Linked DNA regions of Mus musculus: region 2 is linked to region 1. Evidence: chromatin contacts called from public Micro-C data. All regions are on one chromosome and are shown on one strand. The core of a region is the stretch at or near the end of the contact, and the rest is flanking DNA. Distances in the headings are between cores, read along the strand shown.

Evidence for each region. Hi-C and Micro-C count contacts between places; a contact is called where the count stands out from the background.
Region 2: a contact with region 1 is called in a Micro-C map of trophoblast stem cells, with 5 times the contacts expected there. The contact joins two enhancer-like sites. A contact is called at or near these places in 2 of 39 promoter capture datasets (the HPC-7 cell line and hippocampal neurons), 11 of 484 Hi-C or Micro-C datasets (the Ba/F3 cell line, the HL-1 cell line, the HPC-7 cell line and 4 more) and 3 of 115 datasets of contacts at active chromatin or transcription factors (bone marrow-derived dendritic cells, cardiomyocytes and embryonic stem cells).

Annotation. Positions count from the first base shown.
Region 1 is chr3:8,794,859-8,798,443 of GRCm38.p6, reverse strand. No RefSeq gene overlaps it. Among named protein-coding and RNA genes, the nearest start is that of Gm52599, 30 kb to the right of the region's middle. Within about 2 kb of position 2,258, at least 13 of the 459 cell types and tissues checked have an H3K27ac peak or open chromatin away from gene starts, as enhancers often do. A contact at or near this core is called in trophoblast stem cells, where this site is marked.
Region 2 is chr3:8,918,371-8,922,141 of GRCm38.p6, reverse strand. All of the region lies in intron 1 of Mrps28 (mitochondrial ribosomal protein S28), which reads left to right. Gm52601 (a long non-coding RNA gene) reads left to right here. Exons shown (of 2, transcript XR_003954436.1): 2 at 1-3,771. Among named protein-coding and RNA genes, the nearest start is that of Gm52601, 3.3 kb to the left of the region's middle. Within about 2 kb of position 2,126, at least 10 of the 459 cell types and tissues checked have an H3K27ac peak or open chromatin away from gene starts, as enhancers often do. A contact at or near this core is called in trophoblast stem cells, where this site is marked.

The DNA.
Region 1 (3,585 bases), core at 1,009-3,508:
GAGCTGCTGTGTCTAATCTTTCCAAATGGGAGCATTTATTCTAATTGTCTTGTGCCTTTTCTATTATTCATTAGTTATAGAACTATCTGGTGTTACTTATCAACTCTAATCAAGTAATACATCTTTAAACCTTAGCAATTTAAATCAGGGTTTTATGTCATTCTGAGTCAGTATCTGTTACATTCTGATTCAATATCTGTCCGTTCAGACGCCCATCTATGCGTGTGTCTTCTCGAGAGAGTTCACTAGGAAAGCTGTGCTCTCAAGCCCCACTTTGAAGTTGGCAGAGTTCATTTCTTAAGGACTTATAAAATGAGGACTTCAATTTCTCAATGGCTATTCACTAGAAGTTACCTTCTGTTCGTTTCCTATAAACCCCACCAACAAGTCAGAGTTGTGAAAAAGAAAGGAAAGGGTGGAAACAGACAGACAGATGGACACTGGTAGCAAAACAGAAGATGCTGTCTTATACAACCCAATCACTGAAGCAATCTCCCTCTGTCTTGTCATACTCTGCCGGTGAGCACCAAATTATTCTAGGAACATGGGTTATATGAAGCCATAAATCTCAGGACATGAGGACCAGGGGGACCACCATAGACCCTGTCTATACCAGGCATGGAGGAGGCAGATAATCTTCTACTCTTTTCATGGTGTTTAAACCTAGGCCTGATGTATATAGTGTAAGAACCAGTACTTAGCAGGCACCAGGGGGATGCTTAGAGAGGAGATGAAACTGGGAGGACAGGGTGCAGATGAGAACAGTTGTTAGCAAGAGGACAACTATGGTGATCTTGGATAGTCCATCCTAATTCTCTGCTACCCACCCCCAACATGGTGGCCCTCTCCCTGTAGGCATCAGTCTCCTGATGAGGAAGGTGGGGCATCTCCACTGTGTGAGACTTGTTTCTGTAGTTGATGTGAGCTACCAATACAAATGAATTTGGGAAGGAGAAAGATGAGTCTCTGAGTATTAAGGGAAAGCAGAGTTTGGAGTACATCCCATAATGTCTGAGCCCACATTAATGGAGTGCTGTGAAACTTTGAAACCACAGGCTGGTTAGGCCATTGGGTTGACCCAGTATTTCATTTCTTATATTCATATCATTTGGGCTTTCTTAAAATAAATAAACAATTCCGTATAAATCCCTAAGAGAAATGTGTAGTTTATTTGGAAAGATTATAACTTTTCCCCGTGTTTCTTTTCAACTAATTACAAAGGACTTAGAGATGCCCTGACCCCAAGGAGGTGGATAAAAAAAAATGGGAAAAGGCATGTGCCTCCTCAAAAGGCCCAGAGCCTGTGTGCTCTGTCTGTGGGAGACAGACTGTGGGATTTCAAAGGTCACATGGTAGGTTTCAGGTGAAAAGTTTTATGGACCCCCAAACCATCTTGGGAACAGATGAAATATCCAGAAACCAAATTGTGGCTCTGATTATTACCATGCACTTCACAAAATTGCCTGCTTGAAAACGAGGAGCACACAACCTAGCTGTTTTACCATAAGTCTCAAATCATTATGGTCTGGGAAAATGCACAGGAGACTGAGATAGCAATAATTAGCTTGCATGAATGGATGGGAGGAAGCGGGATACAGTGTGTTTCCCAGACAACATTTTAGTGCAGAATCTCTTCTTTTAAATGCAGTAAATACCACAGAAGCCAGATAAAGAATGCCCAGCTCCCAAAACCATACTGAAAGGAGTGGGGCCAGCATAAGGATTGTGGGAAAATGCTACAAACCCCACTCATTGGAAATAATGGTGTATTTGAGGCATGCCACTGTGAGACTCTGTAGTATGTTGAGGTACCCAGTATTCTAGATTTCCAAAGGAAGACTACAAATGGGATGTCAGGGAGGTAATTCCGTGCCTATGGTTTTGTTTAGAGAGAATGTTTAGGTTTCATCAGTCATGCTGGTCTTGTTTATTCCTGTTTCCCACTCTGTTTCACCCACTGGTGCAGGTGTTATCCAACTTGCAATGAGCGGTGAGCCAGACAACGTCCCGAACAACATCCAAGTGGATATCATCATCGGCCTCTATGTAACCTGATTTAGATGTCACTTGATATGTGCTGGGCAAGAACTAGAAAAAGCAGAAAAGACACGATCTCATAAAGAGCTAAAAGGAAAGTGACTGGGGACCCCTACAGTTAGGTGCCTGCCTCCCCTGAGCTGAGTTAACTTGACCATGGCTAACTCTGAGTCAATCTCTAAGACTGCAGAGGGACAGGAAGTTACTGCTCAAAGGTGTAAACCAGAGGGGTCTACATGGCTACTTAAGAATCTGTGGAATGTGCCAGACTCTGCGCTTGGTCCTTAGAGGGAAAGGCAGCCCAGGTGCAGTTCAAATCATCCCTGTAGGACACTTGGGGATGCTTTGAATGTCTTCCTTTCTCTGACTCCAGAGAAGAGGCCAGCTTCTGCTTCTTCACCCCCATGCCCTCCAGACAAAACCCCACAGCATACCTAAGAGCTTCAGCCAGGGCTGAGGAGGTGAGGCCCAGACAAAGTCAGGTGCCCTCCTTCCTTGCTGTGCAAGGGCCTGTCTGTTGAGATTTTATATATATATATATATTTGTATACATATCACACACATAAATGTATATGTATATACATACATATATCAAACATTTCCATTCTACTACCATAATTATCTTCCTGAAGAGACTGGCCTTGGAAGTGTGACCCTTCCCTAGGACCTAAAAGTTACAAGCCTGTGGGACAAACTCCTGTAGCTTCCCTCTGACTGAGGAAAATGTGGGAGTCATTTCCTCATATTCTCTCAAGCTCACGCAGGGTCCTGCCTCTGCCTCATACCACAGAGTCTCCGTCCAGCTCTCAGCAGCACTCCTACCTCAGTCTCCCCTGAGGCGCCTGCCTCCCTGCCATCCTCTTCCCACCTCCAGGAACATCATAAGGGTCTGCCCAGAGGAGGTCAGCCCTGGGATTTACAATAACTCTGGGGAGAGCGGAGAATATCATCTTGACTAACTATCTTATTTTGGTACATTACATTTAAGAAAGAATTTAGGAGAATATTTTATTAACCAAAACCACTGCAAGCCTCTGATTAATTAGAGAACTTACAGTGTCCAGGGAACATGTAAAATGTTCACTCAACCAAATCTTTCTTGCCTATAAAACTCTAAAACACACTATTCAATCTCTTGGCCCCAAAACATTTCCTGCTTTTTAACTGTGAGTACTAAACAGGATTTAGTCTTCCTTCATGACTCAGGGCCACCATTATGGAAAACAGCTTCATAATGATGTGATTTCCTGGGGTATTAAGGTGGGGAGAGCTGCTGGCGGCCATGTGAAGACGGCGCCTTTGAAGGTCCCCTCGCTATCAGCTCTTTTCCTCACACTGACGTCAGCCTGTCTGCTGCTTCTGGTAACCTGTGTGCAGCTCTACCATCTCCGTCTACCTGGGGGAGCTTTCTACCTCGTTACTAAATGACTCAACTGGCCTTCGGTCCTCCTGTTTGCAGCTCCTTTCTCTGATACTGATTTCACTTTGCTTGCTGGTGCTGTGGGGTTTGTTTTTTAGTGTATACACTTGTTGTCTAGTTGTTTAGAA
Region 2 (3,771 bases), core at 877-3,376, 120 kb before region 1:
CTCAAGCAGTGTTCGGAATGGGTTTCATAAGTCAAACCAGATATTGGTTGGTTACTCCACAAGCTTTGTAATACCAGCATATCTTGCAGACAGGACACCATTTTAGATCAAAGGGTTTGTGGCTGGGTTGGTGTTTATATTTCTCTTTTAGAAGCCTGTAGACTAACTTTAAAACATAAGGGTGAAGACTTTATTTAGGCACCGGCCACGTTCAGTGTTCTCCATGTTCAATAAGTAGGTGTTGTCTTCAGCAGTGGGCCTTGCTGTCAGTTTGTGGAGAGCAGCCTACAGTTTTGGCAACAGCTTCAGTTGCTTGAGGCTTCTCGTGGATCCCTTTGGCTAGCAGCTCAGTCAGATGTAACACAATCCTGTGACTGGAAGCTTCATTTTGTGACAAGAGATGGCCACATGGGACTCTTGTCTCCCTCATTATTTGTCAACTTCAATTAGGTCACCTTTTCATATATGTGTATGTTTTAGAAAGCTTCTGCTGTATTAGGGTCTGTTCCACATCCTTCAATCTATGGCTGTTTCTTCTATTCCCTTTCCTGGGTAGATCTGTCTGTCCCCTCTAGTCCCTTAATCTATACCTAGCCTACCTAACATCTGTGTTCTGCAGATTGTTGCTAGGTTATCATCGACTCCCATATCAGTGAATATATACCAAATTTCTCTCTCTGGCTCTGGGACGCCTCACCAAGATGATTTTTCTAGTTCCATCCATTTACCTGGAGGGTTTTTTTTTTTTTTCTTAAGCTGAGACGTGCTCTATTGTGTAAATATACCACATTTTCTTTATCTAGTCTTGTGCTGAGGGATGTCTAGGTTGCTGCCGATTTCTGGCTATCATGAGTAGCAATGAACATGGCTGAGCAAGTGCCCTTATGTAATGTATATGCCTAAGAGCGGCATAGCTGGATCTTGATGGGTTCCCATTTCCCGAGCTACTGCCACAATATGATTTCCGCATTGGCTCACAGGTTAGCACAGTAGGAATTCCTAGTTCTTCCCTCAGCAGTAGGATGCTGAGAAGCTTCAGTTCCTTATGCTTTGGGGGTAACTTTCCTCCTGTGGCCCTGTTGTGGGGACTCGGTGCTCTTTGGCTCAGGAGCCGCCTCTCCCATCTTCAAAGCTGCCAGTGACAACTGTCTTCTTACTCAGTACCTCATGATGACCTTGCATCTGCTCCTTTTTTATCTTGAGTTCTGTTGGGATTAGTTAGGACCGTCAGGTAAACCAGAGTACTCTCCCTGTTCTAAGGGCAGCTTAGTGGACATCTTACCCATAGCTGTGGGTTTCACATAGTAGTGGTTAGTCTAATGAAGGGAAGCTCTCAGATATGAAACAGTGGCCGTGATTCCTTTTCCTTCTGAAGACCGTTCTGATCAGAGTGTTCTGTTTTCTGCAAGTCCCAGGACACTTTATTTGCTCTGCCCAGTTCACACTGCATGGAGTCTCTAACACAGCTTAGCAAACATCATTCTGCTACCCAGCGAGTAGATGCATTTGGCTGTGAAATATAGCTTACCAATTCCTTTTTTTTTTTTTTAAAGATTTATGTCTTTTATTATATGTGAGTACACTGTAGCTATCTTCAGACACACCAAAAGAGGGCATCCGGTCTCATTATAGATGGTTGTGAGCCACCATGTGGTTGCTGGGATTTGAACTCAAGGCCATTGGAAGAGCAGTCAGTTCTCTTAAGCACCGAGCCATCTCTCCAGCCCCCAGTTCCTTGTTAATAATTCTTGGGAATCTTGGTTTAGTTGGAATAAATGCTTGAGGAGGAGAGCGTAAGGAGGCTGGGTTGCAATCTCCGCTGTACAGGTTAGGTTCTCTGCTTTGCAGGGTCTCTGCAGCTTTGCAGCATCTAGACTGAGGCACTCAGTTGAGATATTCTAGTGCTGGGCTCCATGACAAGACACAGCGAGGTGGCTTTTCAGGAATGCTTTTGGAATTACTGTCCTCATTAAATGGGTTATCAATGCTTTGTGGTGAGACGCTGTTCTAACCATGGGGTTTATCAGGTATCAAATGCATGCGCCCGTTGAGGTTGTGGGTAATAGCGACTGTAGAGGTGGAGGCAGAGCTATGGGACAGCACCATCGTAAAGCTGCAGGAAACAGTCCCCTAGGCTATACCACAGCCTTGTGTGTGCCGCACTCCTGCTCTACCTCTCATGTGTCATTATGACTTGCCTGGGCTTGTGTTATAATAAGATAAAAAGTGTCATTTGAGGGTGGGAGGGCATTGGTTGCTAAGCCTGCTGACCTGGAGAGAATTGATTCCTGCAAACTGCTCTTTGACCTCCCCATATCCCTTGTGGCATGCCCCTTCCCAACCCCCCAAATAAGTCTGTCTAAGCTATGACTAAGGGCTGAAGTGTACAATTCAGTGAGACAATAAAATCAAGCTTTTCACTGGAGAAATAGAAAACCCAAAACAACAAAAGATACTGTGCACGTGTCTAATCCTAACTTACAGGCACTGGTCATTTCTAATATGGTAGTTTGTGCCACATTAGTACTCTTTAGGATAAAGGTTTTCATGGCCTTAACCCCAATCTAATGAGCTTTTAGGTGGGCAAAGGTCTTTTTTTCTCTTGTTCTGGTTTGTTCTCACTATGTGAGCACTTTGTGTGGCTCATGATGGGTCCTCGGTAAATGTTTGCTGTCTGTTTACTTATTTTCCTCCTTGCTCTGACCAAGTACCTGACAACAAACAGCTTAAGGGAGAAAGGATTGTTTTCTGTTCATGGTTTGAGGGCATAGCCCAATTGGCAGAGAAGGCTCTGCTGGGCATCAGGAACCGGAAGCAGCTGGTTACATGTGCCTGGAGCCAGAAAGCAGAGGGAGATGAGTGATATTCGCAGCTCTCCTTCTCATTTTCCATTTTTCTGAATGGACCTGTGGGGTAGTGCCGCCCACATTCAGGGTGAGCTTTCTCCTTTGCGTCTGGAAACACCCTCACATACAGGAGATGTGTCTCTTCCATGATTCTACTGTCTAGTTGGGCTGACAATGGAGACTAAGTATCAGGTTTACCAAGTGGATGTACGGATAAGTAGTACACAGTCACACAGGGACTTGAGTTGTTACTGCTTGTGACAACTCACAAGCCGTTACACACATAGGATAGGTTGGGCTCTTAGTTAAATGTGCTTGTCCATCATAGTAATTGAGCAGAAATGATGTTAGAATAGCTAGGAAGCTCAAAATACCCCGCGAGCTTTAAGTTTAGTATTTGCTGGAAGTTTTGCTGCGTTCCTTTCTTAACATTTGTGGTGAGGCACAGAAGCAGTTGTTAGGGATTGCTAGGGATTTAGTTTGTGAGCAAAATCTCACATCACTTTTTAGAGTTGGGTTTAATTAATTGAAAAATACCCTGAAATTAGAAGATGAAGAAGTACTGTGTGATCAGGACTTTTAAAAAAGTTTATTTACAAAGTATAAAAGTAACATTGACTTAAAAAGCACAGGAAGGTATCATTCCCAAGGATTATATATATATATATAATACATAATATAATACATATAATTATACATATATATATATATATATAAACCACAACATATATATCATTAAAAACACAGTTGGCTTGTGTTGTAGATAGATACAGTTTGCAGTTACATCCCTGCAAAACACTATACTTCTTGGATTCACAAAGTCTTGGCCTAAATTCTTGGTTTTGTTTTGTTTACTAGGTATATTTAAAATTTTAAAAAGTTTTCATGTGCATGTTTGCACGTTTGCATGCTCAGGAGAGCAGAT